2 separate regions of the Urocitellus parryii genome follow, and region 2 is linked to region 1. A link is a contact called in public Hi-C data. All regions are on one chromosome and are shown on one strand. Each heading gives the region's core, a stretch centred on a gene start, on an enhancer-like site or on the middle of the called end of the contact. The rest is flanking DNA. Distances are from core to core; before and after follow the strand shown.

What was found. Hi-C and Micro-C count contacts between places; a contact is called where the count stands out from the background.
Region 2: a Hi-C map of muscle shows a contact between it and region 1, with 5 times the contacts expected there. The contact joins the promoter of Lsg1 here to the promoter of Xxylt1 in region 1. A contact is called at or near these places in 2 of 2 Hi-C or Micro-C datasets (liver and muscle).

The regions. Positions count from the first base shown.
Region 1 is chr2:175,529,359-175,536,130 of mUroPar1.hap1, reverse strand. Xxylt1 (xyloside xylosyltransferase 1) reads right to left here and starts at 5,420. Exons shown (of 4, transcript XM_026380126.2): 1 at 4,902-5,420. The coding sequence starts at 5,411.
Region 2 is chr2:176,141,119-176,148,376 of mUroPar1.hap1, reverse strand. It overlaps Lsg1 (large 60S subunit nuclear export GTPase 1), which reads right to left and starts at 1,284. Exons shown (of 14, transcript XM_026400278.2): 1 at 1,172-1,284. The coding sequence starts at 1,270.

The sequences.
Region 1 (6,772 bases), core at 4,171-6,670:
TCCCTGAACAACTCCCCACCTTTAACACCCACACACTCCCTATCCCTTATCCCATGGAACTTACCACCACTTGACTCCATCACCCACACCCCCCTCCCAGGACCCACGAACATAAGCTTCATAAGAGCAGGGATTGTTCTGCTCCTGCTGTTCATAGGTACCCAGCAGAGTGCCTGGCACAGGGTAGGCACTCAATGACACCTGCTGAATGAATGAACAGAAGAATGATGGCTACAAAAGACATGCGCAGGGTGATGGCAAAGATGGAGGCTGGCATGAGAACTGCCTTAGAAAAGGGGTTCAGAAGATGAACAGTCAACATCTGAGAGGATAAATCAGATCAGTGACAGTGCAGGAGAATTACCCATAAAGATAAATACTGCCATACTCCCGGGAGGGTATCAACAATGGCTGGGTGGGCCTCACAGGGCCCCTAAAAGGGATTGGCCACATTGGGGAAGAGGGATGAGATGACCATAGGGTCCTGGCAGACGGGAGGCCTGCTCACTGTGATTATTCTCCAAGTCAGCAGAGTAGCACAATGTCATAAGACTGGACCCAAAACCAAAGCCACAGCAGTACTGAGCAAACTGGATTAAATTTTTACAGCAACAGATGTAATGGCTAGAGCTCTGGTAGACATCTTGGATCAAAAAGACAAGGGATACTCCCTAGAGATGATGAAAAGTGAGCTAGAATGAGCCCCTGTGCCAGTCAGGTATGCCTCCCACTAGACTTTGTTAGATGAGAAATAAGCTCAAATAGGAATAATCTTATGCTAGTGTAAGCCAGCGTTATGTGGGGTTTTCATGGTATGCTGTCAAACCTAAGAAAAGGAACATTCATGAAGGAATAAGTCTTGATCTAAGGCTCTACCATGTGAGATTCCACTTGACAGCGTGAGACAGCAGATGGCTCAGAAGCAGAGTGAGCAAAACTCCAAAAGCAGGGACAGACTTTCCTACAGGCCAGGGATGAAAGGCTGGATGAGTTCTAGGATGCTGGAATGATCCGAGTGGAAGGGAGCCAGGATAAAAGTAGTATCTTAGCAAGGTGAAGTAACAGCCCTCCCCAAAAAAGCCTGGATAAAAGAAAACAGACAGTCCAATGGTATGGAATGCTTGCTATATGCCAGGATCTGTGCTCCCCTGGCCTGGCTGCAGAGGTCAGAGGCCTGAGCCAGCTCTGAAGGGTCAACAGGAGATACCACGCATTCCCATGCCAGCCTGCACAGCTCCATCCAAACAGAGATTCTCAGATCCCACCAGAAAATTCTGACTTTCAGGCTAAGGCAGGGCCCAGGTCTCTACTTTTAATAGGTGCCTCCATGTGATTCTGATACAATTAAAAATGGACTATAGGGTAAAGCAGATCCTTTTCTGGTGCCTGGAACATAGCAGGTTCAGGTGTTTGCTAACAAATACTTCTAACCTGTTATAAGGATAACAAACAGATTTTTAAAACGCTTTCAATAACAGTCAAAACAAGTTTTGGGGGGTATGTGAATGATTTTTAGCTAATATTTAATTAACCAGAATGTAATTAATAATAATGTCATTAATAATGTTTTCTGATCTATCTCTGCAACTATATCAGCTAAAAATGTTTTTGTGTCATTTGAAAATGGCCTGAGAAGAGACCTCTGGGTATAGGTACAAATCTTATGCCAGCTCACCACAGCCCTTCTCTGCATCTTGCAGACATGGTAGAGACCCTGAGACTACCCTCAGGGAGAAGGAGACCCCCAGGTGTCTCCACATGATTGGGTGGCCAAGGAGCTACCTTCCTCTTCCCAAGGTATTCCAGCACACTTTAAGTCAATTCTCTCTCAGAGTAAATTGCTCTCTGGACCTCATTTTACAAAACACAAGTGTTAAAGTGCTTCTAAAGTATGGCACAAAGAGAAAAACATTGGCCTAGGCCACTGGTCCAGCCTCATCTGCGTCAGTAACTTACCAGGTGGCCTTGGCAAGTTTCTTCACCTTTTGTGCTAGATGCTCTTAAAGATCCCGTCCAGCTCTGACACAGCTTGGTAAGGATTTATACTTTCCTTCTTCCTAATCAATACTGAAAAAAATAATTCTCTTCATATAAAAGTCACTTATATATGTGAAACATAGTGTTAAGTGCTGGGGAACATAGCATTTAAGAGACGTCAAAGTCAATATCCATAAAGAGGTATATAGTCTAGCAAGGTACACAGATAATTAATTTAATAATTATACAAATATCACTGCAATAAACATTAGCAAAGTGTCAGGAGCCGTCCATGGGTTGTATGTGGGTCACTGCATAGTAGCCTAATGAGGGGATAGGTCTGGCATTGGGAACCTCCCGTGGCACCCCCACAGAGATTGATCATCTAATGCAGGTGAAGTTTCCCAGAAGTTCTGTCAAAGATCCCTGAGATAGATCTGACCTGCCAAGATGTCAATCAACCTGCTGACTGCAAGACATCAAGAAGCAAGACCCCGCCCTTGAAACCTTATCCCTGACTTTGATGTATCCTCTTAAATAAACCACGGGAGCCATATTTTCTTTGTCTAGTTCCAGAACCCATATAGATTAGATCTATCAGGGGCTTTGCCTTTTGTAAATATATTTCTGAGTATTTGTGTTTTGTGATTCACTAATTTGAGACTTTTAAGTTTTAGAGTGCTTGGATTCTCCTGGGCAGAAAGAAGAACCCCACAATCAGATGCTGGCAGTCGACCCCTGATACCAAAGAAAAGTGTTAGAACTATAAGAGTGTGTAATGGGGGCTCGGGAAATGTTTACCAAGGAAAGAACACTAGAGTTGTGATCTGAGAGCCCAATACCAGTGAATGATGGGGAGGGGAATATTCCAGGCAAAATGAAAGGCATATGTGGAGTGAGTGATTCATGAGGTAGAAAGAAGCATTCCAAAGTTATTTCTAGTCCCAATATTTCTGCCAGACATCATACACAGAGACAGATGATTAGAGGAAAAGAAGAAGACACACAATTCAGCTGAGGTACCTTGGATAACTCCAAGAAGGGTGTGTATCTGAAGATGGTCAAGATTTGGATTGGAGGGGCTGGGGTTGTGACTCAGTGGTAGAGCGCTTGCCTAGCATGTGTGAAGCACTGAGTTTGAGTCTCAGCACCACATACAAATAAGTAAAATAAAGATCCATCGACAACTAAAAAAAAAAAGATTTGGAATGGAGAAAGCACCCCAAAAATGGGAAGACACATGCAGAGGTACAAGGGCTAAAAAGTGCTGTGCGTGCAACAAGAGCCATGGCTGAACTTGGAATGAGGTAGGTAAAGAACTGACTCAGCAGGTGGAAATGACAATGATGGCCTTCAGGGTGGTGTTTATAGACTTGGTCAGATCCCAGATCTGCCCATTCTGGCCCTAGTACAGAATTTTCCTCTGCTCTAGTACAAGGCTTCTCAAATGTTAGTGTCCTAAGAATCATCATGGGACAGGTTGACCTACCACAAGAATACAATTAGGTAATTTGGGATAGGCTCCAAGCCAAAACCCCGCATTAGACAGTAAGAACCAAAGATACCTCCAGTCACAAGCTCCAGGACCTGGGTTCTTGACCTTCTCCAGCATGAAATCCTAGCCCAGGTGCCCTCCCCTGGCCATGGTGAGTATCCTGATGGGCTAATTTGTCCTGTGCAGGAAACAGAACCTCAATGCAGAAATGAAGAGATATGGAGATTTGGGCTTGGCATGTCCATAGGGTCCATAGACATTCCTAGGGAAAGTGAAGGCTGAGTAAAGAGTGGCCAAGAGCCCAAGAAAGAAGGGATATTCTGAGCAAAGGACCCAGCTTGTGTAAAGGCACATTCAATACTGTTAAGATATAAAGTGCATGTAGAAGGAAAGCCAGAGAGGCTGGTCAAGTTCAAAGACAGCTGGAACTTGAAACTTTAGGCAACAAAAAGCCACTGCACACCCCTGAATCCTACAGGAACCTGGTAGCAGCTCCCCCTTTAGTCACCAAGCTGGACAGGAAAAGTAGTGGGACACTACTCTTGCCTCATTCCCCTTCCCCCACCAACATCAGTCTCCACTCTAAGATCACCTACTTCTATCCAAATATCAGACTTTGGAGCCCCTCTGTACAACTATTGGGTCAAAATAAGACAAACAAGTTGATGAAGGCAACAGAGACTAAAGGCAACAACAATCCCAGAAGGGCAGACCCAGGTGGTGAAGTAAGTGGATGAAGAGGTGGGAGCTGCCACAGAGCAGGTTGGCTCAGCCTGGGGCATATCCGTACCAGATGTGCTCCCCAGATCATATCCGTACCTCTTGGAGCTTTCTCTTCCTCAAAAAGAGGAACCCACAATTTCTCTAAATGGGTTCATGACCCTTGGGAGCAGAGAAGAAAGGGGCACAGGGAGGACAAGAGAAGATTCACACTGGCTTTCACTGGATATGACTGAAATACCTTAAGCACTACAGAGAAGCGCCAGTTCAAATTGGGACGCTTCCAGAGGCCTCACCAAGAACCTGTTGAGTCGACTGCTCAGATGACTACTGCTGCCTTCAAAAGACCAGTTCCACCCTCAGATGGAACATATAAAAGAGGTGCAGGCTCTGAAAGCACTGTTGAACTGGCAATGCGTGCAAATCGGGGTTTGCTGGTTCTCCAGGGGATAGCAATGAAAGCAGGGAGAGGGAAGCCAGACCATCAGTTAAAACTGCCGCTCCACTCTGCACCAGTTGAACTCATTGGGCTCTAGGACACACCCCCAGACAAGCCCTCCAGCAGGATGTGACAGAGAAAGTTAGAGTATGGGCGTCGCAAGTGGGCAGTGCCAGGAAGCCCCCAGCTCCGCCCGGTGCCCTGGAGAGCCACCTGGAGTGCTCACTAACCGCAAATGGGCGTGGGCTACCCACCAGGAACCCCACTTACCTTGCATTTGAAGCCGGCGGCGGGTGGCAGCAGCTCCCGCAGCAGGGCTTTGGCCACCTCGCGGCTGGCCTCCTCGCTCACGAAGTGCAGGTTAAGCACTTCGTGCGCCTCGAACTTGGCAAGACGCAGCAGCGAGCGCAGCGCCACGCGGGCCTTGGCCTGAAGCGCGGCATTGTGCTCCGCCTTGGTGAACATCATCAGCAGGTGGTAGTCCACCGGCCCGACCCCGCCGCCCTCCAGGCTCTTGGCCTTTGGGCCCGGGCCCGGGCCCGGCGCCACGGAGCCCCGCGCCACCTCCGGCGCGGGCGACGAGGGCGCGGAGGGGACACCAGCGCGGGACTCCTTCAGCCTCTTGGTGGCGCTGGAGAAGGTCTCGCGGCCCGAGCCTAGGTAATAGAAAGCAAAGACCGCAAGCGCGGCAGCCAGCAGCAACGCGCAGTAGTGAGACCGGACAGCGCCCAGGCGCGCCATGGCCCGAGCGCACGGGGGCCAGCCTCGGAGGAGGCCCATGAGCCTAGAGCCAGGGATTCTACAGCCTCCTAACCCCGGCGTCAGGAGGCGGCCATGGCGGGGGCGGGGCCGCGCTACCCAGAGCCAGTGACGGGCGTTGAAGCGCGGGAGGCGGGGTCAGGGCGTGCCCAACCGCCGCCGGGTCCTAGGTTCCGAGGGATCAAAGCGCGAGGACTGACTAGGTCCACCACGCGAAGTGGGAGGAGTGGACTGAGGACCCAGGCGTGGAGGAGGCCGGCTAGCTGCACAGTCTGTGAGAACCAGCTCCTCGAACTGGTGACTTGGCAAGACAGCAGCGAGTGCAGCGCGACACGGGCCTTGTCCCGAAGAGCGGCATTGTGCTTCGCTAGATAGCGAAGGTGAGCCTTGAGGGTATTGCGCCCAACACAAGACCATCGGTTTGATAAAGATACACTGGACGCAAGAAGAGGGAAATATTTTCTCTCTACACATTTTCCCCCTAATATTTTGGAGGTTTTATATCCACTCCCACATCCCTTCACATCTTGGATACTAGCTGTGACTAGGAAATTTTAAAAGCTCCTTTCACTTTCATACCGAAGGAGTAAAGACACCCGAGGTGGAAATCTCACCCCACTTGGCATCTCTGGGACACACCAGAGGTCATCTACGTGAGTGGCCAGCAGGGGGACCTTGCTGCCTAACACATTGTGGTCGTTCAGAGACCCTGAGATTGTGGTATCAACTCGCTTTGTATTATTAAATAGACTTTTACACTTTATAAAGAGCCTAATATGTCCCAGGCAGCTTTGCAAATTCTTAACTGAGGCATACTAATGAAACTGCTCAAGGCACACAGTTGGACACTGCCAACCAGATAGAAACTCATTACTTTAATATTCTAAGAAATGATGAAATACCAAGAGTTCTGAAGTAAACACGTACAGGTATTTGGAAGAGGTGAAGACAAAGTGCATGGGCAGATGCATACATAAATTGATCTCTGCCACTTCATTACCACGTGCCATTACTTCTGCAAGTGTGAGTGGAATCCACCTTTCTCAAAACTACAGTTTTAACTCTTGTCCTTTCCAATTGGTGCAAGACTTCTGGAAAACATCAGACCTCTGAAACAGGTCTGGCAACAAATTCAATACATAATACACAGCAGAATTACCACAGCTAAGTAGTCATTTGATCCTCCCAACTCCCTGAGATAGAGGGATTTACTAGCAAGGAAACTGAGATTTAGAGAAGTACCCAATCTAGTTGAAAAGTAATGCAGGCAAGATCTCATCACAAGTCCTGCTGTTTCCAAAGCCCAAGCTTAACTTAAGCCAATTTCCTTGAAAAACAGTAATTCAAGCTCTGGGGTGTGTATATTTTACCAGCAGTGAAGA
Region 2 (7,258 bases), core at 35-2,534, 620 kb before region 1:
GAGGTAAGTGTATAAGTACTATTAATTACTGTAAAATGTAAATTAAAAAATCTAGAAACAAAAGTTATCACATACAATACTAATATTTCTTATTCTCGGGTACCAATGTTACTATTCAACTGATTTCCAGAGGGAACCCATAGTCTAATAAAAACATCAGCTACGTCCTTAGTACAGCTACAAATAAATAAAATAAAAGAGTTAAGGGTCCAAACTTAAGGGCCCTTAACTTTACTGATGCTCTGGGTCACAGGATCAGTAAATATTTGAATAAAGATTAGAATCTACATTCAATTTCTACTTTCTAAAGGCTGCACTAATACATTAATAATGAGTTCCTTCAAAATCAATTAAAATTACTAGTATTCTAATGTCCAGAGTAAGTCACACCTGATATGTACTGAATGCAGATTACTTTACAGCCTATATGGTTGTAAGTAGGATGGCATGATAGTGGCACCAGGATAGTCAAATTCAGCACGTGGGAAAAAAATAACTTTAGCAGAGAATCTTACTGATCACTCAGTGATGTTCTCAAATACCTTGGAGAATAAATGACTAGAATGAGAAACAGAAACCAAACCATATTCACTTTTTTAAGGGTCTTCCAGAGGCCTAGAGAAAAATTAGACCTGTCACATCTTGGAAATAAATGGCTCATTAAACCCCCAGGGAGGGGAGAGGGAGAGGGAGAGGGAGAGGGAGAGGGAGAGAGAGAGAGAGAGAGAGAGAGAGAGAGAGAGAGAGAGAGAGAGAGAGAAAAGCACAGATCTAGGTTATTTTGTAGTACTCATGGTAACCCAATAGTTTTGGAGGCTCAATTCTTTAAACCAATCAGTTTTAAAATAAGTTTTCTTTCCTGCTCAGAAACTTCCAAGCATTTCTTCTATGGCTTGTCTCTAGAGCGAAAATCAAACGCATTTAAGACAGTGTGGTATCCGGGACTTCGCACTCTCACTCCAGCCTCACGGTCATACCAGGTCAGCTTTCAGGCCTTTCCCTCTGGGCCCTATGGCTGGCTAGGGCCTGCTTCTAGGTCTGGCAAAAACGACAACTTGAAAACTGCTTAGGCATCACTGTGCAAAATTTCTGTGACTTCTGACCCCCAATTTTGTAGCACTCAGGCTCTCGAAACTACTCAGAGTAAGTAAGATGACAGTGTCTAACTTACCCACGAGTCAGGGTGACGATGGCTCCGGCTCTTCTGAGTCTGATGGCGGATAAGGGCCCGGCCCAGAGACCCATTGCCCAGCGCTCTCCTCCGGCCCATAGCAATCCAGTCGTGGTACGAACCTCCCAGCGCGTGCCGCTTCCGGAATTCAACTCTACTTCAGGAAGTTACGTTTGGGCGAGTCCAAATAGTTCAGGCCCAAAGATGAGAAGGAAAAGAGAAATGACTTGCTCCACGATGCTTTACAGTATTATATAAAAGAAATTTAAAGATTACTTCTGGGTTTTTCCTATGAATGTCCCTGTAAATATCTCAATTTGTATAGAGTGATTCAGTCAAGAGAATGGTACATCCCAGATTTGTTCTTTATTTTTTAGCGTCCGGCTAGAAACGAAGACAACTGGAAAATATGGCCGTTCACATTCAAGGTACGAACCCGCCTCCTAGCTGGTTTCTTCGGGAGTAGGCGGAGACTCCAAAGAAGGGTGTTTCTGCGGCGCGTGGTGGAAGCGACTCCCACGCTTAGTTTTCAACCAAGTGTGGAGTTCCGGAGGTTCAACCCAGAAACTAAATACATTTTTTGTTTACCTACGATTCCCTAGCTGCCTGAATGGGAGTTCGGAACGAGAAGTTGAATATTTCCAGAGTTTGGTAAGGTTTAAAGGAAATTCAGTTAGGGTCTGATGTCTGCTTTATTTCTAATAATAATAATAATAATAATAATAATAATAATAATAATAATAATAATGCTTAGAAGTTCCAGTTAAAATTTCATTAACTTTTTTTTCAATAGTTAAAGAGAAAACTGAGAGTTGGTTCCACTCTTCAAAGCCTGTGCTTTTGTTTCTCACTTTATTATTAATTTTATCTATAACGCAAATATGAAGTCAATTTAGAGTGACGTGTGTAAAAGACATTCTCATTGATCCAGAAAACCGCTTCACTATTGTGATGCTCAGAGAAGAGAGTAGTTTTCCCGGGCCATAGATGAAATATATGCAGCGTCAGGAATCAAACCCATCTCTTATCACTATTGTATAGATTCCTGGGAGGACTGGGGAATGAGGATTGTTAGCATGTATTCAAAAAAATAATAGGATCAAGTTAATGTATATGTTAACTAGCTGTATTTAACTTTCCACTACCTATAGCACATTAAAACATGATGTACATCATACATATACACATTTTGATCTGTCAGTTAAGACTTAAAAAAAAAATCACTGGATCAAGGAGCCATCTCCACTTGCACAGTGGTGCACGCTTATAATCTCAGCAGCTAGGGAGGCTGAGGCAGGAGGATCATGAGTTCAAAGTCAGCCTCTACAACAGGGAGACGCTAAGCAACCCAGTAAGACCCTGCCTCTGAATAAAATACAAAATTGGGCTGAGGATGTAGCTTAATGGTCCAGTGCCCCTGAGTTCAGTCCCTGGTACACATCTCCCCCCCCCCACAAAAAGAAACCATCTCATCTAGTACCTCTCAAAATTTAATGTATATATGAATCCCCTGGAAATTTCTTTTAAGTTTTTTAGCTGTAGTGGGACACAATATCTTTATTTTACGTATTTTATGTGGTGCTGAGTTTAGAACCCCGTGCCTCACATGTGCTAGATGAGCACTCTGCCACAGAGCCACAACTCCAACCCCCCTGGAAATTTCTTTAACAAAGATTTTGATGAATAAGATCTGGGTCTCTGTTTCTAAAAAATTCCCAGGTAATACAGATGCTATGGGTAATACTTTGAGTTGCAAGGGTAGTCCACTCCTTTCTAGTGCAGGCAAAGTCATTGAAGTGGATCTGGCTAGAGCTCAATCACAGCAAGTTAACAGAGTTGGAACACTACTGCTTACCCATTTCTGGAATCTCCCAAGCTCTCTGTGTGCTGCACCTCATTTGGGAACTTTGGGGAACTCCCAAGGAATTGCTGACAAGCCCTGTGGTGCTTGGTAAGCCTTTGGGAATGTAGTGCTTACAGACGGGTAAAGGAATGCACCAGAACATGATTTCTCCCATTTGCCAACTTAGAAGCTATATGTCTTTAAAATATCTGAGAAGGAAGATGAGGAGAAGACACATAAAATAGAATTAGAGACAGCTCCTGAAATTCTTGCCAAAGCTGAGTGGTTAAAGATACCACTAACTCAAGAAATAAGATTAGGGCTGGGGATGTGGCTCAAGTGGTAGCGCACTCGCCTAGCATGCGTACGGCCCGGGTTCAATCCTCAGCACCACATACAAACGAAGATGTTGTGTCCGCCGAGAACTAAGAAAAAAAATAAATAAATGTTAAAATTCTCTCTCTCTCTCTCTCTCCCTCTCTCTCTCTCACTCTCTCTTTAAAAAAAAAAAGAAATAAGATTAAATAGATTTTACATGTTACAACACAACAACAACAACGTATGGTTTAGAGAAACATGCCATCTCTTCCTATAGGTCAATCACTAACTTGAGGCTTTACCTTAATTTCCTTTTCTAGATCTTGTCATCCAGGATTTTGAGAAAATAAACACTTTGGGTTTCTATTGTCATTCATTTAAGGGCTCTGAAATATCTTGACCAAATAAATCTGTGATAATTTAAGTAGGACTGGTGAGGAGTCAAATGTAATATTAACTAGCAGAACTGATTCCCAGTTGACAAATAAGTGTGAAGCATAGCTTAATATTTTCCCTGAGGCATTACTCAAAGAACTGAGTCTCAGTTTTCTTATCTGGTTAATAGGGATAATAATGATAATCATAACTCCTGTCCAGCAGAGATAGCCAATGAGATAATGCTGCAAGATTGCAGTCCATTCATTAGTGGGTCGAGTGTACGATTTTTTCCCACCAACTGAGCAATGCAGGTAAGAACCCTGCTGGATAATTAATTGTTAAGTGAGAAGGGCAAAGAGGAAAGAAATGGAGGGTGCTGATGAGACAAAAATCACAGGACCCAGATCAAGGAATAAAGTACATGATTGAGGAGGAGAGTGATGATTGTGGTGAAGGGTTGAGTAAGACTCTGGCTGAAGCTGTAGTGAGGGGGTTGCAAAGATGAATGAGCCCAGGTCTCTGACTTCTAACTACAGAAGTGAGTCCACTCATAAACTTCAGGAACAACACAAATGCCAGTGCCAGCCAAATGCCCCTGGTCTTTTTGTCACACCAATGGAAATACTCATCTGTTGGACTTATGTCTGAAGGATTGGTTAGAGTCACCCAATCCCCCATATAATGAGGTCCTTCCATTGGAGCCGGAATTCTCTGAACAGCTGCCTCCTGGAGGAAGTTGCATTGATTTGGGGATTAGAAGTCTTGTATCTGGCTTCAAACAGTGACAGCGGGTGTTCCTCATTCATGGTGTTGCATAATGCTTGATTTACCTCATCTGAACAATATTCAAACCCCGAAACTCACGCCCAGAAATAAACCTTGGAGCACTCTTTGCCAATCCAACTCTACAGAACTACTGAGCTCTGGCCTCCACATTTGCCTGAGGAGGGAGAGAGAAGAGTGGATGGTTTCTGTTTTGGTTTGCCTTTCACTCCTAAGCTAAAAGTGTGTCAGTGGCAGAAAAATTGTTCCAAGACAAGTATGTAGTAGCCCTGTTTCCCTTCACTCTTATTTTCTACACCACCTCCTTCTGCAATTTGCATAGGTGGGAGTTGTGAAAATAGAAGTCTGGCTGTCTCTGTTGAGTGTCCTTGGCTCAGCAGGGAAACTTCCTTGAATTTTCTGCCATTCTCAGTTTATCCCTGTTGGAAATGGGTGGATTCTCACACACAAGTGAGATTCAGTAATTCAGCAGACTCTTTATTGGTGGGTATTTTAAGTGATTGAGTCACTGGACTCAAACATCAATTGCCTGCTTGTGCAAGATGTACATGCAGGAACAATGTCAAAAGCATGTGGCTTTGGTGACTCAGGTTGCAGGATCCTATGTGCACTAGATTTATGCCCATGAGTTTTTCTTAACTCTTATATGTGGAATGTATAGGGTCTTTTATTCACAATGACTTTGTAACTAGTTTTGTCCTTCACAACAGTCAAGTGAGAAAGGGTATTTTCGGCACTTTGAGTTGTAGGAATTGAGACCCAATAAAATGAAAGAAAGTAAAACAAAGTAAAGGAGGCTAGAAGGAGGATTAATAATCACCAACTCTACAATCTGTACCTAGAAAGTGTTTCCTTCCTTCCTTCCTTCCTTCCTTGTACTAGGCACTGGAGATTCAGTATGGACAAATTCCTGCCCTGATGAATTTACATTTCTAGTGGTGATCAGACAGGGTTTAGCAGCTCAAATCAGCAGTAGAGCAATGAACTTTTTACCCACAGTTGACCCTTCTCCACCAGGCCTTCTCAGGACCCAGGTTTTGCTTTTTGTCCTTAAGTGTGACACTTCCCCTTAAGTCATTAATAGGAATTAGCATATCAATCTGAATGAGGATGGAATGCAGAAACATGTCCTATGAGACAAAGGTGATGGAAGTATGACTGGTTTGGGGAGAACACCAGGGCTGTGTGAGGACTATTTCCATTTTATGTGCAGGACTGTCACAGGGAAGGGAGAGAAGATTGAGCAGACACAGGGCAAGCAGAACCAGAACACATGGGAGAAGCCACAGAGTTGCAATTTTAGGTTTAATTGGTCTGAAACTTCTTAGAATTAGGGTGGTTCAAGATGGAACGGGCAGCTTTGGACATTCCATCTGCTAGTCCGGGGTGTTGAAGAGAAGGCTACCTAACCAGGTGTCGGGATGTTCTAAGGGAGGTTAATGCAAGAGAGTGGGTGTTGGATGGATGACCATTGAGGTGCTCTGCCAGACCCTTGACCCTGTTACCTCCCCTTCTTCTTCATGCTACCCTGCCTTTCACCCAGGTATCTGAAACAGTAGGGATAATACTGACAGCCTCACAAAGGGTGCCTAGGTTGGCAAGAGCAGGCCAGTGCCTTTATCATGCAACTCAAGGAGAAGACTACACCTTGCCCTTTCTGTCATAAGAGGGTTGAGGGTTCTGTGAACCACCATGTAGAAGATGCATTCATCATCAGTTACCATTGTCACAAATGGAAATGTCAAAAATAAACACTTTATAAATAAAAGCAACAGAGTTTCTGCTTTAAAGCTAACCATGCAGGGGTAATGATTTTTCCTCCCTCTACCTTCAGAGGGGACAAGCTCTTCTAGTTCTTTCCTGGCCCCTTTGGTGGCAGTGATGAGAGGGCTTTCATAGGCTTGTGGCTTCCCTTCTTTTGGTTTCCTTCCGTACCTTTGCATTTCTGCATTTTGCCTTTGTCCTCGTGGCAAACATTCTGAGCAAGCAGCCCAGGAAAGGAGAGGCTCCACCGCAGGGGGCACAGCAAGCGCATTTCAGGGGTGCATACCAAGGATAGGAGTAAGGATAGGAGTTTGTGGACTTCTAACCTTGGTCCTCTATTGTTCCTCCTTGACTCCTGCAGTTTCCTGCCATAGCCCCTGTTTTGTGTTGAGTGGTATCCCTCAAAAAGAGAAGTCCTAACCCCCAGGGCTGTTGGTGTGATCTTATTTGAATTAGTGTTGTAGATGTAATCAAGGAAAGAAGAGATTACTGTGATTAGAGTGGTGCCTCATGCCAAGACCCTGTCCTTAGAAGAGGCAAATTTGAAAAAAACAGAACATAGGGAGAACACCACATGAACATGGAGGCAGAGCCCATGGGGAAATGTCTATAAGCCAAGAATGTCCAGAACTACAGGCAATCACCGGGCTCTGGGAAGAAGCAGGGAGGTTCTTCCTGTGAGAGGACACAGTTCTGTGGTTTTAAGCCCCCCTCTTCAAGGTAATTAGTTATGGAAGTCCCAGGAAATGAGCAAAGCTTCCTGCAATCTTTAGAACTAAAAGGAATTTGCACAGCTCACAGGGAAGCAAATGCCCTGAGAGGGGGCAGCAGTCTGTTCTGGGACCCCCAGTGTGTTAGGGCTGCTTAGAGCTTTGCCTCTGATCCCAGTGCTTCCTTGCTCCAGCTGCTCTAGTGCCCCCCAGTGTGGAAAAAGCCTTCACCTGCCACTCAAGGTACTAGGGAGGCAGGCCTCTGCCAGACCGAAGCACAAAAAAGAATGG